Linked DNA regions of Ovis aries: region 2 is linked to region 1. A link is a contact called in public Hi-C data. All regions are on one chromosome and are shown on one strand. Each heading gives the region's core, a stretch centred on a gene start, on an enhancer-like site or on the middle of the called end of the contact. The rest is flanking DNA. Distances are from core to core; before and after follow the strand shown.

Region 1 (5,896 bases), core at 1,112-3,611:
CCCATGGCGATGCCCGGAGCTCTGGGCTTATAGTCTCGTGCTTGGGAAGGCTGAAGCTGGACAGGGCCCCCAGCTTGCTTAGCTCACGGGCCTTCAGTACTAACCACCTGTATCCTCTCTGCCCCCAGAGCCGAAGGACGAAGTGGAGGTGTCAGATGATGGTGAGTGCTGGGCCCTGTCCTTGGGTAGACTCGAGGGGTGGATGGGGGTGAGGAGGGATCTGATGGCTCACACTCACCCCGCCCCAACCCTGCAGATGAGAAGGAACCTGAGGTCGACTACCGGACCGTCACGGTCAATACCGAGCAGAAAGTGTCCGACTTCTATGACATCGAAGAGAGACTAGGATCGTAAGTGGAGTGGAAAGTGGAATGGGTCCCCTTCTGGGCCCCAGAGTGAGGGTGGTGCTGGCCCTGAGGTTAAATTCCACACCTCCTCTTCCCGTCCTTCCCTGGGTTCTGCCAACTCCCCAGACTGAGGTTCTGGGAAGACTTGGCCTGCGAGCACCCACAAAAGCATCACCAGTCCAGGGCTTTCTTAGGAGCTGCCGTGCCTGGGGCTCAACTCTGCAAGCTTGAGCAGGTCCTTCCTTCTCTGCACCCCTACTCCCATCCCTCCCCCAGGACATAACCCAGGGCAGCCAGGCTGGCTTGGCCTGTCTTTAGGATCCCTTCCATTGGGTCTGTGCTCCCATTCAACCGGTCTAGCTTCAGTGCTGCGGCAAAATATGCCCGCTTGAAACACAGCTCCCATCATCACCCCTCACTTGAAGAGCTCGGCCCACAGTCTTTGCTCAGGCTCTTCCCTGGGTTGTGGAGACACCGATGGACTCAGACCCCAACACTGAGGCCTGGGTTCAGCCAGGCTGTCCCCGCCAGCAGCAGCAGCATCCAGGGCCTCCTGCCTCCCTCTGACCGTGTGTCCTTGGAGGAGGATGGAAGGTGGAAGAAAAAAGAATGGGGCTCAGCTTTTATTTCCGGAGGGTTTCTGGCAAATAAAGGAGTCCCATCAACCTCATCAGAGTCCCGGACAAGGACCCTGTGCTGCAGCAGGAGTGAGGTCAGAAGAGTGCCACCACCCAGCAGCACAGAGGGAAGCAGGGGCCTTGCCAGGTGTCTCCACGGCCCCGGTGCTGAAAGTGCATGGAGGGAGGGCAGGCGCCCAGAAGTTCTCTGTATTTGCGGAGGACTTCCTCAGCCTGATGTCATGGATCCCTTTGAGGGGAAAGGAAAAAAAGTCTGTTGCCAAGACTGAGGCCTCAGCCCAAGGAAACGACAGTGTTAAAAGAATAGCAAGGACTTCCATGGCGGTCCAGTGGTTAAGACTCTGTGCTTCCACGGCAAGGGGCGTGGGTTCAGTCCCTGGATGGAGAGCTAAGATCCCACATACCGTGGTGCGGCCAAAAAAAGAGAATATTTACTGATAGAACAGCAAGACTAGACAGAGTCTGGGTAAGAATGTGGGGCCAGACACAGGCTGACATTGGCCAGTGACGGAGAGCAGATTCGTCAGCCTCAGCAATGTGCTCCATTGATCTAGAGCAGGGACTGGCCAACTTTTTCTGTAAAGGGCCAGATAATGAATATTTTCGGGTTTGTGGGCCAATTCAGCACTGCGGCTCCTGCTCTGCTCTGGAAACCCAAAGGCAGCCATAGACAGTGTGGGCACAAATGGGCATGGATGTGTTCCAGGAAAACTTTACTTATAAAAAGAAGGGCAGGGGCCACATATGCCCCACAGGCCATCGCTTGACCACTCCCATTCGGTGGACAGCTGGGCTGAATTTCTCTCTTCCTTTCATTCACAGTGGGAAATTTGGACAGGTCTTTCGACTTGTAGAAAAGAAAACTGGAAAAATCTGGGCAGGGAAATTCTTCAAGGCTTATTCGGCCAAGGAGAAAGAGAACATCCGTCAGGAGATCAGCATCATGAACTGCCTGCACCACCCCAAGCTGGTCCAGTGTGTGGACGCCTTCGAAGAGAAGGCCAACATCGTCATGGTCCTGGAGATGTGAGTGGCTCGGCGAGGGGTGGCCCGGCACAGTGGGTCTGGGAGCCTCTCCTGTCCCTCCCCCACTGTCCCCCCCCACCCTACCCCCCCAAGATGGAGAGCACTGCAGGCAGGGCTGTGATGTGCACGACACTCTGCAGCCCGTCTGGCCAGGTGCTGACCACTCGGAACAGCCCATGTGCACGCTGCTGCTCCCGACCCACTGCTTGGCTCCAGAGCACACTGTTGGGTCCTTGAGGACCTCTTGAGGACCCCTTTGTACCTCACCTCCCTGTGTAAGGCCAGGGCACCCCCTCCCTGTGCCTCCTTGGTTTCATTCGGAGCACTAGAGCCACCTTAAGGGCGGATAGAGCCTGTGAGAGAGAAGGGGGCCCAGCGGTGGGAGCTCAGCCTTGCCCCTGCCCTCTGCTCTGTCCTGCGTGCCCCTGGCCCACACTGGTTTGCTCTCTCTTCCCCTCTCACTCACCCAAGAGCAGTGCTTTCTGAGCTGGCTTGTACAGAGGCAGGGAGATGATCAGATGACATTCAGCCAAGGCTTTCCTGGATTCTGTTGTTTCTTCAAGTCCCAACCTTCTCTTTCTTCCCTCTGAGCTGCTGGTCTGCATATGCACAAACATACACACACATACACACAACAGACACATACACACAAACACACACACAAATGCACATACTAGAGTCGGTAAGCCAGGCATCCTCCACAGTGTGTATTTTTTAAGCATTTCCTCTCCTTTTTATAATCTGAATTTTAAAAGTATATGATACAATCATATCAAAAAATATAAGAAAATATACAATGAAAGTCTCATTCCCACACCTGTCCCTCATCTACCCCTCATCACCACTGGTAATGAATTTTGTTAGTTCTGTGTCCTTCTAAAGTTTCTTTATTGAAATGCAATCATTCATTATTTATAGATATAATTCATATATTTTTCATATTTCTCACCTCTTAACCCAGAGAGAAGCTGCACTCAATATTCTATACTTGGTTTCTTTGCATTCAACAGTGTGTCTTGGAAAGGCCCATACCAGTAGCCAGTGGTTCCTCATTCTCCCTTCTCCCTGGCATCTCTTCCTGTACATAGACCACAGTTTATTTGTCTTCTTTTGATAGGGGCTTGGATGGTTTCCAGGCTTTTGCATTACAAAAAGGCAGTGTTTGTAACCTTGTACATACATCTTTACCCTCATGCCTGCTTACATCCGTAGGATAAATCCCCAGAAGTGTGGGAGTGCTGGAACAAAGGAGATGTGCATTTGAAAGCTTTGGCAATATTCCGAAATTGCCTCCAGCACCCTTGAATTGCTCATCCTGAGACTCAGGGATCTCAGTCCTTTGAAGGACCTCTCCTCTGAAGAGGACCCTGTTAGCATCTCAGTGTTCTTTCCTAGGAAAGGTGAAGCCAGCGAGACAGCCCCAGTTTAAGGAGTGACTCCCTGCACTTCTTGAGCCTTTTGGCGTGTTTCCTTTCAATCTGTGCTCCTCAGGGAGAGCAGTCATGGTGAAGAGACAGACATGAGTCTGAGCGACCTCACTCCAATCCCTGCTCCGCCTCTTGTTGTATGACCTTGAATAAGTTACCCAAGTGTGCCAGCCATTAGTTTTATTATCTGTAAAAGGAGGCTGTAAACCACCCCGTGAATAATGTGGGGCTTAGATGGAATAACATGTGTCAGGCAGAGGCTCTATAACTGTGAGTTATTCTTAGGAGTATGATGCAGTGACTTTTTCTATATCCCAGTCTTTTCTCCACTTAAAATTACTTTGTGACCATTTTAACACACAACTGAATGTGTGGAAATCCTGCATTTCAGGAAGCCCGGGGGCAGCTTCTATGACTGTTGAGCCATGATTCTGTAATTATGAAATCCTTCCAGTGAAGAGCAGTATTTGATGAGACTCCCTTTTTAAATTCTGCAGTTCTGTGCAACTTTCACACAGATTCAAAGAAAATCCTCATTCGCCACTTGGAATCAGTTTTCAACCCCCAATTCAAACTTCCCTCCACACTTCTAGGGAAGATTCAGCCCGAGGGCATGGCCTCAGTCATCCTGCCCCCACAACAGCCCTGTGGGCTGCTGCTCTTCACATTTATTGTAGAGCAGGTTGCTTGGTCCAGGCAGTGTGGGCATGTGGGGACATGTGAAGAAATGTCTCATCTTTAGAAGTTAAACCTTGAGCAAGTTCATGAGAAGGTGCAGGAGGGGGTAGGAGGCAGCCCAGCCTGGGTGAGGCCGGGCAGCAGCACCAGTGGGCAGAATACCATACTTAGCTTGGAATTGGGACTTGGCAAGCTGGATGGAAAATGTTGGGAGAAAACACAAGAAGGCTTCATCTGGTCTGGCTTTCATCCCTCCGCCCCACGCCTCCCCCATGGACAGGAGTGAGTCTTCCATGCACAGACAGCAGATGATTCTCCTGCACTTGGAGTGAGGAGCTTGCCCCTTGATAGGAGCTCGACTGAAGTTGAAGGAGCAGACTGATGCTCCACCTGTCCTTCCCGTCCAGCCTGGATAGACCTGGCATTGACAGGAAAAGGTTGGCTTTCAGCAGTGCGATTTGCTCTTCTCCTTGCTTGACGGAGAAACAGATTCAGAGAAGGACAGTCCCTGGTGATACAGAAAGATGGAACTGTATTCCAGGGTGCCGGCTTTCAGATCAGCTGCCTCATATACACTGAGAAATCAGAGTTAAAGTGCCTTCAGCCTTTCTGACCTTTGCTTACAGGACAAGCCATTATTGTAGCAGTGTTTCTGTTACAAGGGTTCCTTCAGACTCCTCTTCAGGGAGTCAGGGATGGTCGTTGTGGGACATTCCAAGTGGTGGAAGGACCCTGAGCACCCAAGCAGACGCAGCTTGGGCTGAGTCATCCATTGCCCATCTTACCTTTGTGCTACCATTGGCAACACTGATCAAAGGAGAAGCAGCTGGCTGCCGTGACACGAGGACGGGGTCAGGGTGGGGAGCCCCATAGAGTGGCATCCTTCTGGCTGCCAGCGGGGGCTGGCCATTATCTACAGTTGGGGGATAAATACAGTCCCTTGGGATAAGGCGGGTATTCGTTAGTTCATTCACTGTCACTCTCACTGTTTATCTATTAAGTATACATTTCCTTGGCCCAGTCTTGGCCTGTGGCTTTATCCCATTGCTGTGGATGGTAGCTTCTTTCCATCCACAGTCTTGAGCATTTGGAAGATAAACCTATAGAGAAGCAATAATCCTATTTGTGTAAGCCCTACCATCCTTGAAAATGAACCACAGGAACAGTTTTCAAAATACATTATTAAATAGATTTGAATTGGTGTGAATCTATATGCACCTCTGTTGAATAGACTACCTCTAGAAGTGCAGCAGTAACCATCTCCATGGCTCAGATTTCTACCACTCATTGCCACAGACATTCCCAAGGACGCTACCAAAAAAAAAAAAAAAAATGGTTGCTTGCTTTTTCAGAATATTTAAAACCAAACATTTTGGGATACCTTGTCTGTGCCAGATATTGCCAGGTATAAACAGGGGTCTAGAGATGAACCAGACTTTTTCCAGACGTATTCACAAACAACATTAAAAAGCAGACAACATTAAATGCAGACTTGATGCAAAAAGCTCAGAGATGAGACTATGGGAAGCCACAGAAGGAATGATCATGTGATGAAATCAAGAGCAGTTTCTCAGGGGATGTGAATTGCAGCTGGTCTCCCAGGGGTAGTAATTGAGTAAACCAGTATTTCTCAAACTTATCTGATGGTAAGAATGACCTGGGGTACTCACTGAAAATATGGATCGCAGACCCTGCCAAGATTTTCTAAATCAAAATCTCCAGGAGAGAAGCTTTGGAGTCTGTATTTCAACTAGAGCCTCCTCTGCAACTGGTTGTTTTA
Region 2 (5,896 bases), core at 1,665-4,164, 77 kb before region 1:
AGCTGACAGTTGCTTCCTTTATGGTGAATGGACACATTTCTGCTCTAAGGCCAGGACCTTCAGTAATGAAATCTTCTTTTTTCCTGGAAATGAAAGCTCACATCCTGAGATAATAAAATCCTGGGAACATATAGCGTTAAAGAAACCACTGAATTTCATGGCACACACTTCTGTCTCCATGTAGAACTTTATGGGACCTAAATAAAGGGCCTCTCACGCAAGGGACCCTTGGAAGAAGGGGCCAGAGTTGCTTTTTTTATTCCCCTGTCTTTATCTTTTCTGTGAATCCTAAAATGCAACTCATTGCAGCATTAGGTTGAGGGCGCAGAATCGCTTCTGATAAATATCTGCAGTGGGAAATAAGCTCATTGTTTCTGGAAACATCTAAAAGGAGCTGGGAGCCTCATGTGCAGTCTGGGTGAGGTCCATTCTGCCTGAGGCTGGGCTGTGGGCCAGGTGACCCTGTGAGATTCTTTCCAGGCTTAGAATAATGTGAAGTCTAGGATGTGTATCTGGGGACTATTTATTTAAACAGAATGCACAGAATTCTGTCCCTTTCCCACCTGTATTCTAAATGCCTCCAGAATCTCTCCCCCAAGTCCTACCAGCCCCAGTCTTACTCCTCCACCCTCACAATCACCCCCTCTCCTTTGCCTCCCTGGCTCCTGCCTCTTTCTCTCCCCCTTGAGCCTCTGTCCAGCTGGCTAGGGGTGGTCCTAACACATCATGAGCCCTCAGTGGGCCTGAGCAAGGTGGGGAACCCCAGCTTCATGACAGCAGCCACCCTGCTGAGGACAGGACTCCCACCCCTCTGCCGGCTGCCCCCTGGCCTGAGCCCTCCTGTGCTTCCCTCCCCAGGACAGCCCATCCAGTATGCCCGCTCCACCTGCGAGGCTGGCGTGGCCGAGCTCCACATCCAGGACACCCTCCCAGAGGACGATGGCACCTACACCTGTCTGGCCGAGAACACCGCGGGGCAGGTGTCCTGCAGCGCCCGCGTCACTGTCCAGGGTAGGAGCCTCTGGGCAGCCCTCTAGAAGCACCTTTCCTGCACATCTGCTTTGGAGAAAGGGCACCATACCTGAAGGCAGGCAGGTGGAGGCAATGGCCTCCAGGAGCTCACAGTGTCCAGGGTCTGCCACCGGAGACGGACGTGCAAGCCCAGTCCTCCACCCCTCACCCCACTGTGGCTGAGGGAAGATGCAGGGGAAAGAGGCAAAGACTCCCTTGGTTTGAGAAGCTTCCATTCTGATAGGCAGAACACCACACCCACTGGAAGAGGACGAGTTCCTGTAGGACTCAAGCTCTCACAAATGACCCCTCATACACTGGGGGCCACTGGGGGACACCAGGTGACAGGTGCCAGTACGGAGGCTTCCAGAGAGCCAGTTTGTCCCCTGTTCCCTCTGCCCTCGCTCTTCCCTCCCAAGCTTGCTCTTGCACCTCAGCAGCCTGGTGTCCAGGAATCTGATTAGCATGGTCGTCATGCATTGGTCAGTGCCAAATGTTTGGTCCCAGAAGTCCCAGGGGGGAGACACAGACTCAAGACGGCTGTCTGGGCTGTGGTATTGGCAGGCATGGTGACAGAGCTGGAGAAGGTCTTCTTAGGCAGGGTGTTCAGGTAAGCCTGATTCCCCACCCTCAGCTGGGCCCGGGCCCCCAGGTCCCACAGTGACTGGGGACTGAGTGCTTAGACCGGGCGCGGCATGCCCTGCTTTGCCAGCAGCTCAGTAGGAGACACGCCATCCGGCTCTGCTCCCCCAGGCTCAGCCTCTTGGGGAGAGTTTCATTGTATCTGAGCAGCAGCCTTCCAGGGGGCCTTAGAGGTGGTTTCGCTGAAAAGGGGGAGGGAACATCATATGTTGGTTACCTCGCTAGATACTATCACCCCACCTGTGTTTTCTCGATTCTCAGAAACCCCGGAAGCGGGGTTGAGGGGGGCAGCGCTTTCCTATCTTTCCTATCTTCCTCAAGAAGTCAACGTCACTTGCCTTGTGAGCCACACTGGCCTTTGGAACCCAGATCTCCAAGCCCCTGCTCACTCCCTGTCCTTTTCCAGAAGGCAAGTCCCCTGGCCCCAGAGTGGGGATGACCCTCACCGCAGGGGCTAGGCAGTGTCACCCCCAAGGGATGAAGGCATGGCGCTGACAGCCTGTCTGCCTAGGAGGAGGACATGCTCTCCCGCCTCTCGGGTGCCCCTGCGATTCCTCCGGAGGGCCTGGCGTGGAGTCACCACCTGGGGACTGGCTCTGCCTCTTCCCGGGAGGCCCTCCTCCTAGCACCCCTGCCTGCCTGTGGCCCCAGGAGCTTGTCAGCCTCGTTCTAGTTTACACTCCACCTGTTCTTTCCTTGTGGATCTCACTCATGGCTGATTGAGGGGTCTGGGGAAATCGCAGATCCAGGCCAGGGTCGCTGCTCCCACCTTCCCCCACCCCTGGGCTCTCCTTGGAGGTCCAGAAGGCCTACCCCAAAGTGGTGGTGGTGGAGGGGGCCGGAGAGGTGCATGATGCTTGCGTGGTCTCAGCCTCCCTGTCTGGCTTCAACCAAGGGCCCTGCTGATCCAGAGCCTGTCCTGGGCTGCCTGTGTTTAGATTGGATTAGAGGGACCCCACTGAGCTAACAGTCCCAGTGGAGGTGGGGGTCCCCAGAAGAGGGGCAAGAAGACTCTGGAGCCATCCCCCTCGCCCCCTAGGTCTGTGGGAGGATGGCTGCCCACCCGAGCATGTTTCAAAGCAGAAACAGAGCGGTCCTGTCAAGGACTCTGCCAGAGCCTGTTTGGATCTGCTCTGAAAACAGCCCTGTGTGAGCAGGACACCCCTACAGCCCCCCCCCCCCCCCCCCCACCCGCCGCCCAGTGTGGGGTTTGACTGGCCTGTGAAGGCCAAACAGAGGCTCAGCTACCATAAATGGTGAAGGAGGCTGTAAGACGTGGCCATGCTCCGGCCGCAGCGCTGGGCTGTCTGCACAGGATCGGGGAGGCCGAGCCTGGCACAGTGACACCCCTGGCTCCATGCCCAGGGCACCCGGGGGGCTCTGGTCCACGTCCCACACTAGCCTCAGCCATGGAGTTTTTCTTACTTTATTGGCAGCTTGTTTGGCTGCAGTCTCTGTGGTGGCTCAGAGGGTGGGAGATGACCGCAGTGGAGGCGTTTATCCCATGCAGCGCCGACCACTGTCCCGGCCTCTGCCTCAGCTGCCCAGGCCTGGCCTTTCTGTCCCCTCTGTGTGGCCCCAGGCCACAGCTGGAGTGTGGACCAGGCTCCCTGGCTGTAAGCCTGCTGCCAGGCTGCTGTGTCGTGCGCTGAAGACGTGGGACGTGCTCAGGAGCCCCAACCTTTAAACAAGACAAACTCTTTCCAAATGGCAAGTCTAAGGAGCGGTATTACCAAAGGATCAGCTCTGCTGCATTGGGTGGTTGTCTTTCTGTCTGTCTGTTCATTTGGTTTGGGTAAAAGGAAGGGAGAAGCAGAATCAGAGAAAGCAGGTATTGGGCCAGACACTAAAGCCATAGTCTGAGCACCCTGTTCAGGGAATTCTGGCCACAAGAAGGCGCCATTCATCGATACCTCTCCCTCCGCTGCTCTGGTTTCCAGGGAGGAGGGGTTCTAGGGCAACTTTCGCTGGAGGAGAATTTAGCAGATCCTGTTGAAGGCCAGACATGGGTGCTCTTTCTCACCTCTTTAGCCTTTTGCCAAGGTTTTGCCAGCATCGAGAAGCTGCTCACTCAGCATTCTGATGGGCCTTCTGCAGCCTCTTCTCCCTGCTTTCTCTGCTTTCTCTCCTCTGTAACCTCCTCCTTCCCAGATCTGACCAACTCCCTCCCACATACGTCACTCCTCTTACCTGCTGTACCTCTCTTATCACAGCAGTTACTTACAAGCAAAGTTTTCCTGAGCACCTCCTTGGCCCCAAGCATTGTTCTGGGGAAGCTGCCATGAAAAGAAAACAGGTCCTGTCTTCCTGCCTGTTACATTCTGATGGATGGTCCAAAGCTGGCTTAATCCAGCATTGACGAGTGTGCTATTAAGAAAACGGAAATAGAGAGGCAGTGGAAGGGATCCTTTCTTAGGTGGGTGCTAGAGGAGACCTCTTGGGAAAGGTGACATCTGAGGGGAGACCTCATGAAGTGGAAAAAAGACTGCTCCAGGCAGGTGGTACAGCAAGTGCAGAGGCTCTGAGTTGGGAACAAGAGCAGCCTATTCAAGGGACAGTGAGGCTGCAGCCACGGGAGTGGGGTAGGGGCAAGTGGTAGAGGTTAGGTTCACAGAGAGAGGCAGGGGTACATCATGCAAGTCTCTAGAAGGACGATGAGGGGAGAAAGCATTTTGCCTCAACATGAAATTTCCTCTGCCTGTCCAACTGCCTTTTTTGCTGGACTGTTAGCTCCCTGCAGGCAGGGACCATGTCTCATTATTGCGTGTAGCACATGTCCTACTGTGTGAACACGTGTTCAGTGAATGGATGAAGGAAAAATGGAGGTGCGTGAGTCTCTGCGGCAGTGCAGGGGGCATTCCCTCCACCTCCTCTCTTGCCTGGGGGCTCAGGGCTCAAGGAGGTGCTCAGTAAACCTACACGCTAGCTCTCAAACGCCCCCCCACCAACAAATATTCCTGCTTTCCTCCTCCCATACTAGGAAAAAGTCCCCAGTAGTTAACCAGGCCACGAAAATCTTCCCTCCTGACCCAGGATAGAGCCTGGGTGATTAATCTAAGGATGATTAATCTAAATTCCTGCAGAACCCAGGAATATCAGAGGAGAGTAAATATTTCAGTGTATATGCACTGGTCATTGGTACAGGGGCTTCCTTAGACTAGTATCTTTTTAATTTCTCTCCCCTTGGAGTATCTTTGTCAAGGCTAAAATCCTTAAGTGACTATAGATTTATTAACCTGCTAATGTGCCCATTTAGACAGAGTGTCTTAGCCTAATGGTTTGTTTATTTAAGTGAAGGCCTGCTGGGCTCTTAAAGGCACCGAAGGACATAAAATGTGGATAAGTTAAGTTTTTTAAAAACCCTGATTTCTAAAATAAAAAATGGAATGTAATAAGCATATTTACTAGAGTGTTTGCTTTGATAAAGAGCCCCTAATGAAAGTAATGGGCACCAGGAAATCAGCCATTCTCTGGACAGTGAAAGCATCAGTAAGAGCCCAGCTGGCTTTCAGATTAGTGACAAGCCCTCTGCGGGGCAGCTTGGAACACTCTGTGTGTGTGTGTGTGTGTGTGTGTGTGTGTGTGTTCAGTCGTGTCCAACTCTTTGTGAACCCATGGACTGTATGTAGCCCACCAGGCTCCTCTGTCCTTGGAATTTTCCAGGCAAGAATACTGAGGTGGGTTGCCATTTCCTTCTCCAGGGGATCTTCCCAGCCCAGGGATCGAACTTGCGTCTCTTGCATCTCCAGCGCTGGCAAAGGGATTCTTTACCACTGCACCACCTGGAAAGCCCCTTGCTTTAAGCACTGACAGCCTCTTAAATGTATTAAAAAAGAAAGTTCTGGGGGCTTCCCTGGTGGCTTAGTGGTAAAGACTCTGCATGCCAGTGCAGAGACATGATGTGATCCCTGGGCTATCCCACACATATGAGGCACATGCATATCCCACATAATATGAGAGAGCTAAACTCATGCTCCACAGCCACTGAGCGTGTCACACCACAGCCTCCTTCTAGGTCGCTGCAGGCCATCTGTAGCATTTTTTCACTTGGAGTCCTTGGTCAGGAATGCCATCCAGAATTACAGTTTTGTGTTCCTAATGGCAAAATGCGATCCGTGCTTTGACAGTGTGGTGGAGAGTGTGGTTTCCAGACGAGCCTCTAGAGGGTACATGGGCTGGTTTGGATGGCCTACCTCTACGTTTAGAGTTTGATTACAACTCCTAAGGCACTAAGAAGGCTGTG

What was found. A called contact is a pair of places that touch in the nucleus more often than the background predicts.
Region 2: a contact with region 1 is called in a Hi-C map of retroperitoneal adipose tissue, with 2.4 times the contacts expected there. The contact joins two enhancer-like sites. A contact is called at or near these places in 6 of 16 Hi-C or Micro-C datasets (mesenteric adipose tissue, omental adipose tissue, retroperitoneal adipose tissue and 2 more).

What each region holds. Positions count from the first base shown.
Region 1 is chr1:188,865,671-188,871,566 of ARS-UI_Ramb_v3.0, reverse strand. MYLK (myosin light chain kinase) reads left to right here. Exons shown (of 33, transcript XM_060418652.1): 24 at 129-161; 25 at 257-350; 26 at 1,808-2,011. Among named protein-coding and RNA genes, the nearest start is that of HACD2, 52 kb to the right of the region's middle. Within about 2 kb of position 2,361, at least 1 of the 54 cell types and tissues checked has an H3K27ac peak or open chromatin away from gene starts, as enhancers often do.
Region 2 is chr1:188,943,164-188,949,059 of ARS-UI_Ramb_v3.0, reverse strand. It overlaps MYLK (myosin light chain kinase), which reads left to right. Exons shown (of 33, transcript XM_060418652.1): 12 at 859-1,011. Among named protein-coding and RNA genes, the nearest start is that of HACD2, 130 kb to the right of the region's middle. Within about 2 kb of position 2,914, at least 16 of the 54 cell types and tissues checked have an H3K27ac peak or open chromatin away from gene starts, as enhancers often do.